Regions from separate parts of the Sus scrofa genome. Here regions 1, 2, 3, 4, 5 and 6 are each linked to region 7. A link is a contact called in public Hi-C and HiChIP or PLAC-seq data. All regions are on one chromosome and are shown on one strand. Each heading gives the region's core, a stretch centred on a gene start, on an enhancer-like site or on the middle of the called end of the contact. The rest is flanking DNA. Distances are from core to core; before and after follow the strand shown. Region 1 has its middle 250 kb from the start of OPA1. Region 2 has its middle 220 kb from the start of OPA1. Region 3 has its middle 180 kb from the start of HES1. Region 4 has its middle 230 kb from the start of HES1. Region 5 has its middle 160 kb from the start of HES1. Region 6 has its middle 170 kb from the start of OPA1. Region 7 overlaps LOC110256390 (a long non-coding RNA gene).

Evidence for each region. A called contact is a pair of places that touch in the nucleus more often than the background predicts. HiChIP or PLAC-seq counts read pairs in DNA pulled down with a chosen protein or histone mark.
Region 1: an H3K27ac HiChIP or PLAC-seq map of skeletal muscle shows a contact between it and region 7. The contact joins two enhancer-like sites. A contact is called at or near these places in 1 of 47 Hi-C or Micro-C datasets (embryonic fibroblasts) and 1 of 2 datasets of contacts at active chromatin or transcription factors (skeletal muscle).
Region 2: an H3K27ac HiChIP or PLAC-seq map of skeletal muscle shows a contact between it and region 7. The contact joins two enhancer-like sites. A contact is called at or near these places in 1 of 47 Hi-C or Micro-C datasets (skeletal muscle) and 1 of 2 datasets of contacts at active chromatin or transcription factors (skeletal muscle).
Region 3: a contact with region 7 is called in an H3K27ac HiChIP or PLAC-seq map of skeletal muscle. The contact joins two enhancer-like sites. A contact is called at or near these places in 2 of 47 Hi-C or Micro-C datasets (embryonic fibroblasts and liver) and 1 of 2 datasets of contacts at active chromatin or transcription factors (skeletal muscle).
Region 4: a contact with region 7 is called in an H3K27ac HiChIP or PLAC-seq map of skeletal muscle, with 4 times the contacts expected there. The contact joins two enhancer-like sites. A contact is called at or near these places in 2 of 2 datasets of contacts at active chromatin or transcription factors (alveolar macrophages and skeletal muscle).
Region 5: an H3K27ac HiChIP or PLAC-seq map of skeletal muscle shows a contact between it and region 7. The contact joins two enhancer-like sites. A contact is called at or near these places in 3 of 47 Hi-C or Micro-C datasets (embryonic fibroblasts, heart right ventricle and liver) and 1 of 2 datasets of contacts at active chromatin or transcription factors (skeletal muscle).
Region 6: a contact with region 7 is called in a Hi-C map of skeletal muscle, with 8 times the contacts expected there. The contact joins two enhancer-like sites. A contact is called at or near these places in 18 of 47 Hi-C or Micro-C datasets (brain, embryonic fibroblasts, epiblast stem cells and 11 more) and 2 of 2 datasets of contacts at active chromatin or transcription factors (alveolar macrophages and skeletal muscle).

What each region holds. Positions count from the first base shown.
Region 1 is chr13:130,871,601-130,874,300 of Sscrofa11.1, forward strand. No RefSeq gene overlaps it. Among named protein-coding and RNA genes, the nearest start is that of OPA1, 250 kb to the left of the region's middle. Within about 2 kb of position 1,436, at least 46 of the 83 cell types and tissues checked have an H3K27ac peak or open chromatin away from gene starts, as enhancers often do. A contact at or near this core is called in skeletal muscle, where this site is marked.
Region 2 is chr13:130,844,189-130,846,888 of Sscrofa11.1, forward strand. No RefSeq gene overlaps it. Among named protein-coding and RNA genes, the nearest start is that of OPA1, 220 kb to the left of the region's middle. Within about 2 kb of position 1,378, at least 23 of the 83 cell types and tissues checked have an H3K27ac peak or open chromatin away from gene starts, as enhancers often do. A contact at or near this core is called in skeletal muscle, where this site is marked.
Region 3 is chr13:130,954,232-130,956,931 of Sscrofa11.1, forward strand. No RefSeq gene overlaps it. Among named protein-coding and RNA genes, the nearest start is that of HES1, 180 kb to the right of the region's middle. Within about 2 kb of position 1,285, at least 16 of the 83 cell types and tissues checked have an H3K27ac peak or open chromatin away from gene starts, as enhancers often do. A contact at or near this core is called in skeletal muscle, where this site is marked.
Region 4 is chr13:130,903,863-130,906,562 of Sscrofa11.1, forward strand. No RefSeq gene overlaps it. Among named protein-coding and RNA genes, the nearest start is that of HES1, 230 kb to the right of the region's middle. Within about 2 kb of position 1,374, at least 18 of the 83 cell types and tissues checked have an H3K27ac peak or open chromatin away from gene starts, as enhancers often do. A contact at or near this core is called in skeletal muscle, where this site is marked.
Region 5 is chr13:130,972,732-130,975,431 of Sscrofa11.1, forward strand. No RefSeq gene overlaps it. Among named protein-coding and RNA genes, the nearest start is that of HES1, 160 kb to the right of the region's middle. Within about 2 kb of position 1,295, at least 14 of the 83 cell types and tissues checked have an H3K27ac peak or open chromatin away from gene starts, as enhancers often do. A contact at or near this core is called in skeletal muscle, where this site is marked.
Region 6 is chr13:130,789,426-130,792,125 of Sscrofa11.1, forward strand. No RefSeq gene overlaps it. Among named protein-coding and RNA genes, the nearest start is that of OPA1, 170 kb to the left of the region's middle. Within about 2 kb of position 1,401, at least 17 of the 83 cell types and tissues checked have an H3K27ac peak or open chromatin away from gene starts, as enhancers often do. A contact at or near this core is called in skeletal muscle, where this site is marked.
Region 7 is chr13:131,259,269-131,261,986 of Sscrofa11.1, forward strand. All of the region lies in intron 1 of LOC110256390 (a long non-coding RNA gene), which reads right to left. Among named protein-coding and RNA genes, the nearest start is that of CPN2, 77 kb to the right of the region's middle. Within about 2 kb of position 1,438, at least 46 of the 83 cell types and tissues checked have an H3K27ac peak or open chromatin away from gene starts, as enhancers often do. A contact at or near this core is called in skeletal muscle, where this site is marked.

The DNA.
Region 1 (2,700 bases), core at 186-2,685, 390 kb before region 7:
TCAAAAAAGAAGCTGATTGTCTCTGCCCAGTGTCCTGTGTCCTTCCTTGGGTCAATCAGCCCATGAGGAACCAGGGAACACGACACCTGTATGACTTCCCAGGTCCCACCCTTTCAATAAGGGAGAAGTTTGGAGGAGTGTGGCTTTGCTTCTTAACAACTGGCCTTCGGTGAGATTGTCATCCCTAAATGAATCCAGTACAACAAAGTCTTGTACCTATAATGAAGGTAGCATTTGTCATTCTCTACTTGGGTCTCTGACAAACCTGGGTGCTCCCTGATGACAAGAACTACATCCTCTTTATTTTTATGGGGCTTGACACCCATAGCCTCTGATGATTGGTTGAAGGAAGACTGAGTTCTTTCTTCCCACTTACTCTTTGTGGGATATTAAGCAAGACTAAGTTTCCCTGAAGCTTCGTGTGTTCATCTCTAAAACAGGGGCAGAAATTATCTTCGCCCCTCCTACTCAAATCCCATGAGTCCAGGGGTGGCAAAAGCTTCGCTTGTCCTGAAGGACTGTAGGAGGGTGTGTGGGTTATTCCTGCTGCCCACCGCATGGGTCTCAGGGACACCTGCTGACCTGGCCAGAGATGGAACATCATTACAGCATTTTTGTTTCAGTGGTTGGACTGCAAACTGTGAACTGCCCTTAACCCGGAATACTGACACCCAGTGCACCTCCTTTGCCTCTATGGAGCCCTCCTCCCGCGAGGACAATAACCTCACAATAGCATCTGTAGTTTCACATGAGATGCCTACAAATTGTAAAAGCAAGGACGGAATGAGAGCCATTTTCTTAGGCTCCCTGTAGAGTTTGTCTTAGTCCCTACCCGGGGGGGACTGCTGTGCCATGCAATTTCTCTCTTTTCTCAAACGCTTCATTCCTTCATGCACTCATTTGCTCACTACCTCAGGGCCCTCCTTCATGTAAAGGAGCAGGAGATGCAGACTAAGGGGTGCTAAGCCCTCTGACAGGGCTCTGCTGAGGTTCTCAGGAGTGCAAACGAGGAGCACGTATAGGGGACTTCAGGGAGAAGCTTCCAGTGGAAGGGGACACCTGAGCCGACTCTTGAAAGACAGGACTAACCAGTTGCCCTTGAGGAGGCGGGAGAGGGCTCTCCTTGCCACAGGAACGGCTTGTGCAAAACCTGGAGGTGAGGGAGAATGCGGGGTGCTCAGGGCAGAACAAGTTGTTCAGAGCAGAGCAGCTGGAGTAAAGCTAAGACGTGGGTGGGCAGAGATAAAAGCCAGTGCAGGAGTCAGGAGCCAGACCAGGAAGGGTCTAAAGAGCCTTGACTTAGGACCTGCTGGGAGAGATGCCTGAAATTCCACTGCTAACACTTGCCGGAGGTCACGAAGTTAGCCTGCAGAGGAACACGTCTCAGGCCCCTGGGCCGTGCTCTTTGGCTTTTTTCACTCTTCCTTAAGCAGCGGCTGCCTCTGGCCCCACGCCAGCCTGAGCCCTGAGCCAGGCAGGGGAGGATGCCTCCAGCACAGACAGGTCCTGATGCTGCCGGCAATGCATCTGGCCTGGGACCAAAGAGCCGCCAGCAGGCCGGCCGCCCAAGTCACTCCCCAAGCTACCCATGCCTTCCCTTCCCTGGTCAATCTTCATTTTTTATCAAAATGTGTTGGTTCAGGGGCCAGTGCTCCCCTGGCCTCCTGTTGCCCCTCTCAAGCCCCCTCCCTGGCTCCCGCTGGCCTCGCAGCCCTGCACAGGCTTCCAGGCTTCCAGCAAGGAGCCTGCGAGCCATACAAAGGAAATGGCAAGAGGATGAGTCACCCCGAGGCTCCAGCCGCTGCCAGGGCTGCAGTCCACAACAGGACCTTTGTGCTACACTGCAGGAGGACCTAGGGGATGGCCATGGGGAGGCAGGCATTTCAGGACGCTGACTAATGCCCTGGGGAGGGGAGGGATCTCCTCCGGAAGGGGACCACTTTCTGGACGCCACACCCGGGCAGAACCGCGGCTGGGGGCATTCGGTCACTGCTTAGAGAGTGACCCTATGCGCCATCTTGTCTCACTGCTGGTCCCTTCCGAGAGTACACCCTGTTGTGTGTGGGTCTGTCTCCTTCACTGCGGTGTGAGGGGCTCAAAGCCTGGGGCACAGCCATTCGACTCTCTTCCTACCACAATACCTAACACGGCACTGAGACAGTGCTGGAGATGGATACGGGGATGGATGTGGGGATGGATGGATGGATGGACAGAGGGGTGATGGGTGGCTGAATGAGCAGATGGATGGAATAATTCATTTACATGCATGTGAGCAGCTAACCCAATATTCTCAATTCACAAATGGGGAAGGAAAAGTCCAGACCTGGGATTGACTGGAACCAAGTCTCACAATGAGTAGGTAGCAGCTCTAGAGTTGGTGCCCTGCTGCTGCGTCTGATTTGCTCTATTGTGTAACTGCTGTTGTGTGGCTCAGGGAACACCTAGAAGGCATGACTAATGTGTGGGCCGAAGTTGAAGTGGTGAGACGCCACAGCATGGATAAGACAACCGCCAAGGGCAAGGTCAGGTCCTGAGCAAGAGAAACCAGAGCAACAAAAGGCAGGGTTCCAGGCCTTAAAGTGACCATAATCCATTGGCCTAGGCTGCTCACTGGATTTACATAAGATGAGGAAAGAATCAGCATACAGCCTTGCGTATGCCAGGTACGGATATTTAATCTTTTGTACAACCCTGATGGTG
Region 2 (2,700 bases), core at 128-2,627, 420 kb before region 7:
GGATGATCTTATCTCAAGATCATTAACTGGATTGTGTCTGCAAAGACCCTCTTCCCAAATAAAGTTACATCCACCTGTACTAGGAATTAGTAGTTGGACATATTTCAGGAGGACCACTATTTACCTGTCTCATGAACTGGCAATCCTTGCATGGGCACTCACTCACTCATCTGCTCACTCCTTCAACGATTTCCCCAAAGATTATAGGAGGAAATGGGGATATAGTTAATAAATTGGATAAAGTCCCTACCCTGAAGGACAGCACTGTCTTGTAGGGCACTGGGGCACAAATATAAATAGGGGGCTGGTAAGAACCGTAAGCTTTGGAAGCTGAAGGACTAATGGGACCAGCCCAGAGTGGGGATGGCTTTCAAAGAAGAGGGCAGCATAGCAAAGGCAGGTGCTAAAAAACAGAAGCAGGTCAGGGACTGCTGCAGTTGTGTTTGGCAGGGGTGGTGGGGGGTGTTTGGTGGGGGCTGTGGGTGGGAACAGCGGGCAAGAAGGCCAGAGAAGCGGCCATCCTGAGAACTCAGACTCTGACCATCACTGTTCATCTTAAGGCATGTGATGGTGGGCTGGGGTGTTCTGAATAGGAGGCACCCTATAGTCATACCTTTAACAGCCTCCAAATTTAGTGCAAAGGTCTAAGACTTCAGGTAGAGATCTTCTTCAGCTGATCGTGCAGCTAGACACTGGGGCTGACCATGAACCTCCTATATCTTCCTGGGGGAGGCCTTTGTGTGTGGCTCCCCAGAACCACCCCCCAATCCAGGCTCTTGCTGAGACCAATTCTGAACATTTTATTTCTTTGTCTGGCAAGAAAATCCCTGTAGCACACTGGTTCCCAAGCTTCATTTTCTTCGTGCAAATCTTGCTACAGAATCCTAACACCACAAAGAGCACTGGGGCTGCTCCTTGGAGCTCCGTGCTTGTGGACAGAACATACGGCCTTGCTTTTAGAAGTCACAGAGGTGGTGGTTGGGAGGGGGGAGTTTTGTTGCTCCCCAACCCACAGCCAGGGTCCCGTGGAGGGTCCACGAAGGGAGCGGAGGGAGGAATGTAGGAAAGAGAGTCCCACTGGCCGGACTGCGGAGCCTCTGAGATTCGGAGAGAAAGAAGTGTCACCCCACCCCCTTGGACCTTATCCACGGCCTCTCCCCTCTGGAGAGCAAAGGCTGGGGGCAAGGAGGAAAACAGATTAACATCGTAAAAGCTTCTGGGTCTTCAGCCAGGGAACAGCAAGTCCCAAACAAATTTACACGAGGCTGTTTGAAGGGAAGCGTGTCACAGAAGTGTAACAATAAACAGCCGTGTGGGGTCAGCCACGCTTCTGCCCCAGGAAGAGCAGGCCCTGGAGCCCATCTCCTGGGAGGAGCCCCTGTGTTGGGACATTTAGACACACAGGAAGAGCTCACACTGGTGGGGCCTTCCTCCCCACAGCACCATCTGGGTGAAAAAGAGGTCGACATGCGCAGATTCGGAAGCACGAGGTTATGACACAGAATATGCAGGGACTCGCCTGTCCTACACCGAAGTTCCCCCCGATTCAAAACGGACGGCATAATAGCCTCTGCAGGGCCCCCATCTTTCTGTTGTGTCCCTTAGCTCATTGAATTCCGTCTGGGGCCCTCGCTGAAACAGGCAGAGAGGATGCTTCCTACCCCACCCTCCCACCGTCCTCCTCCCCCTTCCTCTCCTCTCCCCCACCTGGTAATTTCGGGAGGGAGGGCAGCTCCCAAACCCTGCATGCCAAAAACAGCCTGTGTTTTGCCCTTGGGAAAATTGAGAGCCAGAGTGGACTAGAGCCAGGAGACTTGGCTTCTCACTCCAGCTCTGCCACTAACTGCTTGGTGGCTTGGGCAGTGTCATTTAGCATCTCTGGACCTGAAGTCGCTCTCTGTAAAAGAATCCAGGGTTAAATGACATTGGTGTGTTGCAAAGCTCCTTAGAGATCTGTCTAATCCAGGGCTCCACAAGCTACAACCTACTGGCCAGATATGTTTACAGCCTCTTTTTGCAAATAAAGCTTTATTAGGACACAGCCACGCCCACTCATTTGCATGTGGTTGACGGCTGCTGTCATGCTACCTGGCAGCGTTGGGTAGTTGAGACAGACACCAACTGTGTGTATGGCCCACAAGCCTAAAGTTGTTACTATTTGACCTTTGAGAGAAAAAGTTGGCCACTGCCTTAGGCCAACACTGTCATTTCACCAGCAAGGAAACTGCGGCCCAGACAAGGCAAGCATTTTGCCAAAACTCACAGAGCAAGTCAGGGCAGAGGCCAGGGTGGCCCAGCTATCCTGATTCCCAGCAGCCGGAAATTCTCACCTGGCCCAGAGTTCTCTATCTGATTCTAAATATTGGGTAGGAGCTGTGATGGGGGCAGAGGAGGGGGAGCGCAGGAAAATGAGTTCCATGTGACTGGTGAGACATGGGTCATTGTGGGGCTGCTGAGCCCAAGAGCAGAGTCAGGTGGGCCTGTTGAAAGGCAGCAGCACTTCAGGTGGGGATCAGATGAGAGCTGGCCTCTGGGACATTTTAACCACAGGTCACAGATCCTGGTAAACTTTAGTTGGCTTTTGAACTACAGGGAGATATTTTTTTCTTGCTTCTTTCCTCACTGCCTGCTTCCTCCTTCTAGCATTTATTAATCTGACTGGTTAACTATTGACCCCACAGGCAGCCTCCCCTTGTTTCA
Region 3 (2,700 bases), core at 35-2,534, 310 kb before region 7:
CGGCCACCATCAGAAGCTGGGAAAAGCCAAGGAGTCTCCCCAGATTCTTAGAGGATGCGTGGCCATTGATTTCAGCCTTCTGGGCTCTAGAACTGAGGGAGAATAATGCCTGCTGTTTGAGCCACCCAATCTATGGCAGCCACAGGAAACGGATACTGACCTCTGCTTTGCCCAATTCATACTTGCTAAACCATTTACCCCAAACTCCAGAAGTGAAACTCTCTGTGTAATAAGGTTTATACGTCTACATTTTATTTCTAAAGAGGTTTGTCATAACTTTAGCAGCTTCTCCCAAAATCTCCTAAACTGTTTACAACCATTGGGGTTGGCGCTTCTGGAACCATTGTCAGCAAGAGGTCTGTCTGGTCCTCCTGGGAAATAAACATTCTTGGACCAGCGGAAGGGGAAGCAGCATTCTGCAGAAGGGGTGGGTCAGGACAGATTAGTGACACTTTTTTTTTTTTCTTTTTCAGCAGCCCTAAGGCATATGGAGTTCCCAGGCCGGGGATCAGATTTGAGCCTCAGTGGTGACCTACACTGCAGCTGTGGCAATGCCAGATCCTTAACCCACTGTGCCCGGCCGGGGATCAAACCTGCATCCCAGCATTGCAGAGACGCTGCCAATCCTGTTGCACCAGAGCGGGAACTCGCACACATTTTGAAGGGCCTATTGTGGATTTGTCACTAACCCTGTCCTTTAGCATGACAGAAAGTGGGTCCACAGAGCTTCCTTCCAGCTCTGCCCATGGACAGAAACTCAGTCGGCCTTGCCTCATGTAAACTCCTGGAGTCCAGGGAATGAGCCGGGCAGAGGAGTCAAGGACTCGGTGATGTTCCCCTTCTCATCACTCACCAGCTCTCCCAGACCCTCTTCATCTGTAAAATGGGTGTCCCACCTCCATCAGCCAGGGTGGTCCTGGGCCACATGGACAAGATCGTGGAAGTGCATGGCAAATCATGAAGTCCTGTGCCAGGAGAAGGTGGTGAAATCATTATCACTCTCATCCTCCACCAGTTGTCAACGCCTGGGGGGTGGGGGTGGGGAGATCTTTGCAGCAGACCGGGAAGACCGGATCAAAGTGTCCAGTGGGTAAAAGAAGAGTCAGCCCTAGGGCCTGATCCGCGGGTATTAGCTGCCCAGAGGGAGAGCAGTGAGATGAGCTCTCCCGGTGGGTAATAAAATGAGTCTACGAAGGGAGGAAGCAGGATGTATAAAGCCCAGGAGCCTGATCTGTTTCTGAGATCAAACAGAGCAGCATTGTACCGGGGTGTGGAGCTGATGTCAGCGTCTAGAATGCTGGTCGGAATCGCCCTGGTTACGCAGCTGGACCGGAATAAGGCAAGTCTGTATCTGAACTCATTAATTTTTACAACCAACTGAACTGTTCTGCCTTTGGGGTGGGGGGAAGGGTTGGGGGAGGCAATGCAGGGGGAGAACAAGGGAAGGAAGGGAGACGGGAGGGGCTCGTATGTATGGAACAACGGGCTTCCCACCAGCAGACACTGTCTCATTATCCCCAGCAAAGCCCAGCTTCCATCCTCCAGCCCCCTGGACCGTTAGGCAGAGGCTCTGCAGCAGGTCCCGCCAGCGGAGGGAGAGAAACGGGCCAATGGAACGTAAGGATAATTAGAGTGGCACAAGCCGCTCCTTGGAGTTCAAGTTATGTCAATGTTTCCATTATATGCCTCACTTTTCGGGGGTTTATAACGCAGCCATAAAAACTCACTCCAGCTGAGAATTTGGCAGGCCAGGTCCCAGCAAAGGAGGGACTGTTTTTTAATTCAAGTCAGCTGCTCATAACTTGAAGCAGGAGAGCGCACTGTACATTGGAATAACTCAAAGGGGCTGGCTGAGAGCCTTGAGTACTGTGTTGCTGTCCAATCACTCTTCCTCCTCCTGTCATTCCTTTGTGCTCTCTCAAAAGAAACAGCATTCTATAAATACACCCCCGAAGCTTCCTGAGCCAAGAATCTACCTGCACCTCTCCAAGTGCCAGATAATCTGGCTTTACTCCATTCCTGAGAAGCATGCATGTTAACCCCTTCCAGCAAAGGTGCAAGCCCTACCACCCAAACCTCTACACAGAAAGAGGGTGGAGCCTCTGCAAGGGAGCCGTTTGGTACCAAAGCTATTCCAGGAGTTCCCTGGTGGTTCCGCAAGCTAAGGACCTGGCATTGTCACTGCTGTGGTGCAGGTTCAATCCCTTGCCTAGGAACTTGTGCATATAGTGAGTGGATGCAATGCCCCCCCCCCCGCAATCCATTGCGGACAACTCCCAATATGTGGGGTGGTCCTGTCCCATTGTTGTAACAAGACCTGACTTGATCAGTAAGTATCACCTCTATCTCGTGGTAGGCTTGTTGCCCTTGCAGGCACAGTGAAGAGAGCTTTCTCCACCTTTTAGCCCAGGGTCTCTGATTCAATCAAAGTACCCAAATCCTGCTGGATTGTTAACCTTCTAGTGCCTAGACCCACCCCTTAATCCCCACCACTGCCATGAACACTTCTTTGATTCTCCTGCAAGAAGTCCTCTCTCTCACCTTTGCTCTCCTGTGTGTTCTTTTCCTGTAGTATTTGTCATTCGATTGCTCTGTCATCTTTCAGTTATTTGGGCACATTTTACCTCTCTTGCTGTTGGATGAGCCTCTTCACACAGCATTCTGAGCTTATTCATTTCTCCCTACTCCAAAGTGCCAAAC
Region 4 (2,700 bases), core at 124-2,623, 360 kb before region 7:
AGCTCTGATTAGATTCCTAGCCTGGGAACCTCCATATGCTGCAAGTGCGGCCCTAAAAAGCAAAAAAAAAAAAAAAAAAGGTGGAACTTGCTCTGATTGCAGAAGAAGCAGGAGGTGGTCAGGAGCCCACTCTCTAGGACATTTCTTCCATGTCCCCCACCAACCCCCGTCCCCCACCAACCCCCGTCCCCCTCAGCCGCCCCACAAAAGACATTGAGGTTGAAACCAATGGCTCCAATCTAAGGCCTAAGATAGCAGAAGGCAGGAGAGGAGGGCTCACCACCCCCACCCCCCTCCTGGTGGGAGTGACAGCCCTAGGGCCCGAAATGCATCTCTGTCCCCTTGGCAAGTGCTTACCCTTCCATCCCAAGCTGGCTGCGTGCCTGGGCTTCCCCACTTCCTGACCCCACAGGAGAAGAACAGAGGTCTCTACAATGGTAAAAGAAGCAACAGGAAGCAAGCTTGGAGCTGTGGGTCCTCTCCGTCCTGGGAACATATTCCCAGCTGCGGAGCACGCACTGCATGCAGCTGAAACGTTCTGTAACCACCTCTAGCTCCAGATTCCAACAGGCAGACGTGTCTGGATACCACATGTCTGGCATCTTAGAGATTTCATTTTCCAACTGAAAATATAAACATCAGAATAAGGGAAAAGCTGAATTCATTCACTGCTTATTCGATGGAGAGTTTGCTTTGAGATTTATTAATTTTTAAACATCAAAAGGTAAAAGAGAACCTAAAAACCCCTAAAAGGTCCCATACTCTCCAAGCAACCTGTGGCCTGATGCCAGGGTTAGGCCTGTCTTAAACAGGTGAGACTTGACCTCTCAAAAGATATATTTCAGCAGAGAAATCAAGGCGAGAACATGATACAATTTGAGCAGATGAAGAACGTGAACAAAAGAAGTTGCCTGGCTCTTAGAAAACATTGTTTTGGAAGATTATTCAGACTTGCAATTTAATACCAGATGTTGGCATCTGGAGAGAACCTGATTTGACAATCTGGCAGGAAATATGAACAAAACGCAAATGGCAGTTTAAAAAAAAAAACGTTTAAGAAAGGATTGCCGCAATGGCTCCGTGGAGCAGTCCTGGAATATTAGAAAGCCAGAGTTTATCACCCATGAAGCTTGAGTGGCAGCAAGTGCAGTCTGGGCCCAGGAAAGTACCTGAGAGTGAGGAAAAGAAGGTTGTCTGGTGAGAAAAATCCAAGGTGGGGAAGTGGGCCTGGGGGTATGGCTGGTCCTTGGGATGTGGCTGCAGGGCCCGGAGAAAATGGCCCTCCCAACGTGCTATTAAAGCAGCTGTGGTTGGGCTCAGCCTGACAGCTAGGCGCTGGCAGCCTGCACAGGAAGCTGGCCGGCCCCGCCATCGACACAGCGGGAACAGACAGCACTTTCCCAAGCTCCGGATTCCAGGACACGCCACTGCAGACGCATTCTAGTGGCCTGCCAGTGCAGGCTCACGCACTCTCTTCTCAACCAGACAGAATGTTGATACTGCACCCTCCTATGTGTGGCTTGAAATTCTTTTTTTTTTTTTTTTTTTTTTTGTCTTTTTGCCTTTTTCTAGGGCCACTCCTGCAGCATATAGAGATTCCCAGGCTAGGGGTCGAATCGGAGCTGTAGCCACTGGCCTACGCCAGAGCCACAGCAACGTGGGATCCAAGCCATGTCTGCGACCTACACCACAGCTAACAGCAACGCCGGATCCTTAACCCACTGAACAAGGCCAGGGATCGAACCCGCAACCCCATGGTTCCTAGTGGATCCGTTAACCACTGCGCCACAACGGGAACTTCAGCTAGAAATTCATTTTAAAACATTTTTTTTTTTAAAGTATAACATCAATGCAGTAAAATCAGATCTTAAGTGCTTGATCAGACTTGACAAACGAATACACTCATGTGTCTCAGACCCCAGTCAAGACACAGGGCATGTCTAGGACCCCCAGAAGTGTCCTTCACGCCCTCTCCTAGTCAATGCCCCTGCACATGCATACACGCAGCATGAAGCAATCAACCACTGATCCAGTTTCTGCCACCACAGATGGGAGCCACTATTCTAGAACTTCATACACATGGAATCATATCACGTACCCTCTTTTGTGTCTGGCTTCCTTCCCTCAGTATGTTCTGAAATTCATGCATGTTGTTGCATGCATCAACAGTACATTCCTTTTTCTCTTTCTTTCTGAGTAGTATTTTATCAAATGGATGTACTGCAAATACGGTAATGTGGTGTTCATCCATTCACCTGTAGTCAGACATCTGGGATGTATCCAGTTTTTAGCTATTATGAATAAAAACTTCCAGGAATATCTCTCTAGAAGTCATGTAAATACATTCCGCCAGAGTAAATACTTAGGAATAGAATTGGTGGGCCATGGGGTAGATGGATGTTCAATTTTTAAAGAAACTGCCAAACAGACTTCCGAGGTGGCTGTTCAGAAATTCACATTTAAAATGTGTTTATCATGGAGTTCCCACTGTGGCTCAGCAGGTTAAAGACCTGACATAGTCTGCAAGGATGCAGTTTCATTCCCTGGTTTTGCTCAGTGGGTTAAGGATCTGGTCTTGCCACAGGCTATGATGTAGGTCATAGATGTGGCTGGAATGCGGTGTTGCCATGGCTGTGGTGTGGACCAGCAGCTGCAGCTCCAATCTGACTCCTAGCCTGGGAACTTCCATATGCTGCAGGT
Region 5 (2,700 bases), core at 45-2,544, 290 kb before region 7:
GCCACATCTGCAACCTACACCACAGCTCACGGCAACACTGGATCTTCAACCCACTGAGCAAGGCTAGGGATCGAACCCGCATCCTCATGGTTCCTAGTCGGATTCATTAACCACTGAGCCACAACAGGAACTCCTAGACTAACATTTTAAAAACAAATTTGTCAACAAAAATATTTTTTCAAAGACAAATAAAAGTTGAAATCAAATCTTATAGCCCAGGAGTTTCCATCATGGCTCAGCAGAAATGAATCTGACTGGGAGTTCCCGTCGTGGCGCAGTGGTTGGCGAATCCGACTAGGAACCATGGGGTTGAGGGTTCGGTCCCTGCCCTTGCTCAGTGGGTTAAGGATCCGGCATTGCCGTGAGCTGTGGTGTAGGTCACAGACGCGGCTCGGATCTGGCATTGCTATGGCTCTGGCATAGGCTGGCAGCTACAGCTCTGATTAGACCCCTAGCCTGGGAACCTTCCAAATGCCGTGGGAGCGGCCCAAGAAATGGCAAAAAGACAAAAAAAAAAAAAAAAAAAAAAAGAAATGAATCTGACTGGTATCCATGAGGATGCAGGTTCGATCCCTGGCCTCTCTCAGTGGGTTCAGGATCTGTCATTGCTGTGAGCTGTGGTGTAAGTTGCAGATGTGGCTCAAATCTCATGTTGCTGTGGCTGTGGCATAAGCCGGCAGCTACAGCTCCCATTCAACCCTGAACTGGGAGCCTCCAAATGTCATGGGTGTGGCCCTCAAAAGACCAAAAAAAAAAAACTTATAGTCCATTAACTGCCCTTTAAAAAGAATTAAGAAAGTTTCTCATTTTTTCATTTTTCTCATTAAATTCTGTGATCTCTGTAATTCATCAGTTGCTTGGCTCCTGCTTTGTCTGGTTGGCCTTTTTTCATTTTATATCTTCCCTGCCCTAAATGAGAATGGTTTCGTGATATTTTCTAACATGAATTCCTTCAGAGCATCTGAAAGCAGGAAGGTGGCTGTTTCAGCAGCAGGAATAAGAGGAGACCAGGGAAGAAGGAGAAAGAATGGCACAGACAAACAATTCAGCAGTAGACCAGCAGACGCAGAGTCCAAAAGTTCATGAGCTGAGGCGGTCCAGAAATGCCACAACTGAAGGCACGCGTCATGAAAGGACACCTAACACAAAAGGTCTGCGTGTCTTAGGGGCACTGATTTTCTGTCACCCTCTCTTGCAGAACCGTTTTTGAGAAGGTGAGGCAATTCACCAGGCTGAATATGGTGGCTGAATAAAGGGGAAAGAATGCGGGACCCACTGGCAAATATCAAAGGTTGTCAGAGAGCAAGTGGTGAGTCAAAGGGTGACATCAGACTGTGTTATGGGCAGAAGCAGAAGTAAGCCTAACAATAGCTGCCCTTTGGGCTCCAGGAGGCCAAGTGGCTGGGCTCTGCAGTGGACTATGGCCAGGGTGACCACATAATTCTTTCCCTCAAACGGCGCCCTTTGGAGAGTAAAAGTTGGGCGCTTCTCAGAATTACACTGGGACCATGCAAATGCAACTGGGGCTTTACTGACCCTAATTAGGAATCCCTCCAAAATGTCGGGGATAAAGTTTAGCTGCTTTCAGAATCTTCTCCACAAAGTTGAGCAGCGGCTCCCGCAGCTGAGCTCCCTTCCCGTGGAGGCAAAGCCTCTACACTGGCAAGAAGTGGGGCACGAGGAAGTGCCATGGCCAAATAAGTGTGAAAAATGAACCGTTCATCTTCTTACCCTCTCTGGGAGACTTGGAATATAAATGCAGTTATCCCTTGGCACTCGCATGGGATTGGTTTCCAGAGCCGGATAACCAAATCTGGGGATGCACAAGTCCCCCTTATAAAACATTGGAGACTTTGAGAAGACCTGCAGGGAACTAAATACTTAGTATTGGAGTTCCCATCGTGGCTCAGTGGTTAACAAATCCGACTAGGAACCATGAGGTTGTGGGTTCCATCCCTGGCCTCACTCAGTGGGTTAGGGATCCGGCGTTGCTGAGAGCTGTGGTGTAGGTCACAGATCCTGCGTAGCTGTGGCTCTGGCGTAGGCCGGCGGCTACAGCTCCAATTCAACCCCTAGGCTGGGAATCTATACATGCTGCGTGAGCGGCCCTAGAAAAGGCAAAAGGACAAAAAAAAAAAAAAATACTCAGTATTGTTCAACCCAGAATCTTCACAAAGGTTTTTGAACACCATGAGATCTTTTGGCAGCCAAACTCCCAGAATGTTCAGGCAAACACAGCTCTAAATCTTGGGAGGCAAAGTATAGAGGGAAGGGCTGGGATGACAGGCTTTCTTCTCCAGGAGACAGACGCTGGCAGTGTCCCCAGGAGCTTCTGGTGCTCCTGAGGATATGACACGAGCACGTGCTCAGCTGGGTGAGGTCATACAGAACCTCCTTGTGCAGCCAAAAGGCCTGCAGAAACACGTCCTAAGCCATCCCACACCATGACTAGGAAGCCTTTGAGTTCACGTTCAGACTCTTGAGCCCAACCCAAGCTCAGCTGAGACACAGAGGGCTTCTGTTTTACTGTAAGTATTTCCTCCTAGAGTGTATGTTGGGGTGGGTTGCCATATCTCTGGCCTGTGTGTCCATAGGGGGTCGGGGTGGGGTACCTGAGAGGGCTTGGGGGATGCAGCCCCAGTTAGGGGCCTCTGTAAACAAAAGATGAGTTCTGGGAAGGAAGTGATGGGTGACCACAGA
Region 6 (2,700 bases), core at 151-2,650, 470 kb before region 7:
TCAGAGGAAGTGGGAGGTTTTACTTGCTTGGCATCGTCACGGGGAAAGAGTGATGGATCGTGGCAGATACCATCTCTCTCTCCACCGACTTGGCAGGAAGCTGGTCCAGTGTGGGGAGTGGAGCGTTCCCTCTGGGCATGTGAGTACGCCCACTGAGCCAGCACGCTTGCTCCTGTCCTCTCTGCAGTCAGAGGGAGATTCGTGTGCTCAAGAGACAGCTGCAGTGCCGCACAACCCTTCACAGCTTCTCTCCACCGGCACTGGCTGTACGGCCATTTGCTCTGGAGGACCCAGTGTCCATTCTCCCTCGTCCCTTGGGATCAGGCCCTGATTTTATGGGAAGGGTCCATGAAACTACATTCCCAAGCACCCCTGCAGCTGGAGTGGCCCAGAAGATGCAAGCACAAGGCATTAGATGGGTCTTCAAGGGGGGCTGACCAAGTGGGAAGGGACCCCGGGCCCCTTGCCCTCCCACCTCTTCCTCTCTGGGTGCAGAGGTGACGGTGAGAACATAAGCAATCATCTAGGCCCACAAGGCCCATGAAGCAGTCATGCTAGAAGGATGACTAAGGAAGAATCTGGAAGGAAATCTAGCTCCCAGTGATTTTGTGGACCTGCTGCTCTCTGCAGGTATCTTTCAGGTGAGCAAATAAACCCCTAGTTTGATGAAGTCAGATTTGTGATTTGGGCTCTGTTACTAATCATACAGAATCCCTGCCAGATATATAGGCAGATTGGGAAAGTAGTGAGCTCCTTGGCACTGGAGATGTGCAAGCATCCACTGTAGGGTTAGGGGTGAGGGTGCTGGCAGGGAGGGGTGAGTAAGAGCAGAGTATGAACCAGAAGCCTTCAGTATTTGGTGCTTGGTACTCCTGCTGCTCTTATATGCACCATAGGAAACCTACAGGGGGTTCGGCCCCAGCCTGTTATGACTTTTAGTCCAATGGCTTTAATCTGAACCTCAAAACAGTAGGCTAAAAAGATAAATTCCCCACAACTTAGGGGACTCTTTGAATCTTCTGCTTCTAAAACCTGAGGCTTTGCAGTAGAAGAAGCCTGGGGGGCTGAGGTGCAGGTGGCCCCGGGGACAACTCCCATTTCAGCGCGATTGTCCTTTGGGCCTATAGGGGGCACTAGGGAACTGCAGATGCCCGTCTCCTCTCTGGCTGGGGTTCCACCATCCCGACCCAGAGCCAAGGAGCAAGGAAAGAATGGGGCTGGGGCTGGGGCTGGGTTATAATGGGTGGGAACGAGATCCTCTCTCTTTCCCCTGTTCTTCGTAAAGATCTAAAAATGCAGAGCATCCGGTTTTAAAGTTCAGAAGAAAGTCCAGCCCCCTCCCCGCCGCTCGACTCTGCAGCGAGAACTTGACATTACTGTCCCTGAATCTGAGGCTGGGAAGAGGCCTTGGAGACCAGCCAGTGGTCCTCACCACTCATTCAGCAAATGAGGAAGATGGAGGCTGGAGAAGGGAAACGCTGGGTCCAAAGCCACCCAGGGCAGGGTGGCAGTGGCAGCACAGGGACAAGAATCTGGGCCTTCCAATTTCCAGTCTAGAGTTCTTTCCAGCATGCCCACCATCATTTTCCAGCCCTGGGATGGGAAGGTGGGGGAGCTCTGGCAAGGCTGGGGGTCTGATGTGAACTGGAATCTGTTTAATTTCACCTCTCATTGCTTCTGCCAGCTCGCCAGCACTGGCTGACGGAGGCAATTAGAACCAGACATCCCAGAAGGGCATTCCAGGGAGATCTCTTAAAATTCCACAGCAGCTGGGGACTTGCCTTTTCCTGCAGGGATCATCTGGTGTGTAAATACCCAGTTGTGTAAGTCATGGGCTGGAGAGGAGGGTGCTGGTACACACACACACACACACACACACACACACAGAGGCTATCTCTCAAAATGCACTCATCCACAGACAGAAAAATAGAGAAATTTTCGGTAGCAATCTCTTTCCTGTCTTACCTCCCAAAGAGAGAAGTTAGCAATTTACAGGCCACCCTGGGAACATCTAATTACTTGCTTGTAAGGGGTGAGGACTGTTTGCACTGGGCGTGGGTGGCAGAGGGGTGGGGGGCATTCCTGTTTTTCTTCCACCCCCTGCAGATGGCTGCTCACCACCGCTGAGCTCTGGGCCACAGCCAAGGGGTGTCGGCGGCCAGCTCAGCTAATGCATGAGCACCAGACCCTGGCTCAAAGGTGTTGTCTCAGTTTCTCGGTGGGGAAATTGAGCCTCCAAAAGGCAAGACAGCAGAGCAGGGAACCCCACCTCAAGAGTCCCCTGGTGGCCTAGTGGATTAAGGATCTGGCGTTATCCCTGCCGTGGTGCAGGTTCGTTCCCTGGCCCGAGAACTTCTGCATGCCGAGGGCATGGCCAGAAAAAGGACCCCCGGTCCAGGACTCCTTACTGGGACTCAACCACCTGTGATAGACAGGGGTGGTGGCAACCAAAACAGAGTCATGTGTTGAAGGCAGCCTTCTCTATTCTCGGGGCTCCCATTCCACACTCGTCATCAGGAAACCTCGCTTTTACCAATAATGTGCCCCCATGAAATTGACCCATGTTCAAGTAAACCCAGAGGGTCTTTTGCTAGCGGTCAGTGGGAAATGGTGCAAGACCCTGGCAGGTGGGAGAACCGCGCACCTTCCTTAATCTGAGCGTCAGGAGGGAGCACCTGCTCCAACTGTGATTTACAGGAG
Region 7 (2,718 bases), core at 188-2,687:
TCAAGGCAGAGTCCCCATCGTGGTGCAGAGGAAAAGAATCCGACTAGGAACCATGAGGTTGCAGGTTCGATCCCTGGCCTTGCTCAGTGGGTTAAGGATCTGGCATTGCTCTGAGCTGTGGTGTAGGTGGCAGACTCAGCTCAGATCCTGCATTGCTGTGGCTGTGGCGTAGGGCGGCAGCTGATGCCAAGGAGAGTGACTAAAGCAACGGGCAGGCTTTACCCAGGAGGAGGTTTTCAAAACAGGCTTTGACAAAATGATGAGATGTTAGCAGCCCACGCCAGCCAGAGTGCTCACACACCCCTTCCCAGCCCCCTTCCCCCAACTTCCACCCTCCCTCCCACCCCCATGCGCCTGTGCTTGAATGCATACAGTCCAGAATAAGGTAGGAGACAGAGAAACAGTTGTGCACGTGGAGAGTCATCATCCAAGTTCTCTTTCTGGAGCATCACAAGTCATGGCAGTGTTTCTGGCTCTGCCGTTGCTGAGCTGCAGGACCTTGAACAAATTTACTCGCCTCCTGGTCCTCACCAGCCTATCAGCTTGTGCAAGGCAGATGTGTGTGTGTGGGGGGGTGGAAATCTCTGAGTGACTGGTCAAAAATTTAAGCACTCTGTCCTGCTGTATAGCACTGGAACTGTATCTACTCACTTATGATGGAGCATGATGGAGGATAACATAAGAAAAAGAATGTATATATGCATGTGTGACTGGATCACTTTGCCGTACAGTGGAAAATCAACAGAACACTATAAACCACTATAAACCACTATAATGGAAAAAATAAATATCATTTTAAAGAAAATTTAGGCGCTCTGCAAATCCTGGGGGTCTTTCAGATGGTTGTATGCACACAGACTGCCTTGAAGATAATCACACGTAGCGCTTGGAAACAAAACTCTTAGCCCTGAACGCAAAGTTGCCTTTGTCCCCAGCGGACCACATTCTATTTTCTATCAATTCCCTCACAATGCAGCTTGGTAGGTTATAAAAGAGCCTCTCCTTGAGAGGAGTCATTTTCATGCTGGGAACATGCAGACACCCCGCCCCGGGAGATGACAGTGTGTTTTCCCGGAGGTGGAGGCAGCCTGCAGATTGGATCTGATCTGAGTTTATGCCGGAGGTCTGAACCCAAGGGAACACATTTGTGTCTGGAAGCGGGTCTTTGCAGAGCCTCAGCCAGCTGGCTCAGCTCTGCTAGACGCTGTGTTCCCTGCTCCCTCACCCTTCCTCCAGGAAGCACCTCTTCTGGCCCAGCCTCGATGATGCTTTTCCGTTCACGCCCTTCAACCCACATCCCCGGCTGGCCGAGGGGGAGCCCGCCCGTGCTGTCAGTGCCGCCCGCGGCACCTGGCTCGCCTCCCTCCACGCTTGGCCAAAGCCTCAGACGCAGAAGAAACCAGAGCTGGCTCAGCTGGCCAGCGCCCGGGCTTCCTGTCCAAGTGTTTGCGGCCGGGCTTCCTGCTGACGGAAGGGCAGCGCTCCTCTGACATCCCAAGCGGTGGCTCCCAGGGCCCCGGCCGCCGAGCACATCCAGCTGGCACCCGGCGCAGGAGCCATGGCTGCGCTCCGTGCAGCTGTCAGATGACATTCACAGGGACGCTGGGGTCAGGCCTGGAGAGCTATAAAGGGGATTCCTTTGGGGAGGGAGGAAGCTGTGAATCAGACCAGAAACCCGGGAGCTCAGGCTTGTCCTGGGCAGGCGGCCAGACCACGCCTCGCAGGCCCCCCCCTCTGACAGACCCCCTTGCTTCATGTGGGCCCACCTCCCTGCCACCTGCGCTCTTTCCCAGTGAGAGCCTCCAGCACATGGCTTCCCTCCGCCCCAGGTGGACTGGGAACGGGGCCACGCACCCAGATGATAGCCCACCCGGGCTCTGACCCCATGCCCTTGAGGAATTTAGCTTCACGGAGAATCAGCTTCCCCTTCACAAGTGGAAACTGGAGAGTGAGAATATTTTCAGAGTGTTCCATGTTTATTTTCCCACGTTTCAAGGGCGGCGACATAGGAAACGGGGTCAGACTTGTTCTCTCTAGCTCCAGAGGTCAGGACAAGCATTCTACGGAGGCAGAATTCAGTTTAAATAGGGGAAAATGAAACCCCCGAACAGGCCATCCCCTAAGTAGTGAGCACCCTGTTGCTAGACTTTAAGCTCTGCGAGGGTCGCTGTCTGTCTTCATTCCTGCCAGAGGACCAAACCAGCACGGTGCCTGCCTAAGAGTAAAGGCTCCAAATCTTTGTGGAAGAGAGGAGTGAAGGCGGATAGAAAAAACAGGGAGGGGTCTTCCCACTGCCTCTCAATAGTAACGAACCTGACTAGGAACCATGAGGCTGCGGGTTCGATCCCTAGCCTTGCTCAGCGGGTTAAGGATCCGGCATTGCCGTGAGCTGTGGTATAGGTCACAGATGCAGCTTGGATCCCACGTTGCTATGGCTCTGGTGTAGGCCGGCAGCTGCAGCTTCGATTTGACCCTTAACCTGGGAACGTCCCTGTGCCATGGTGCAGCCCTAAAAAGAAAAAAAAAAAAAAAAAAAAAAAAACCCAGGAGGGAAAGAGAGGTGGAAAGAAGGAAGAAGAGAGAAAAAGACGAAAGGAGAAAAAGGGGAAAGGATCATCTTCGAGAAGATTCCTCCTTTAGGAGAGAGTTTGGACAAGCTGACTGCAATTGTCTTTTGGACTCAATGATTACAAGACAAGGATTTTAAGCACCCACTCC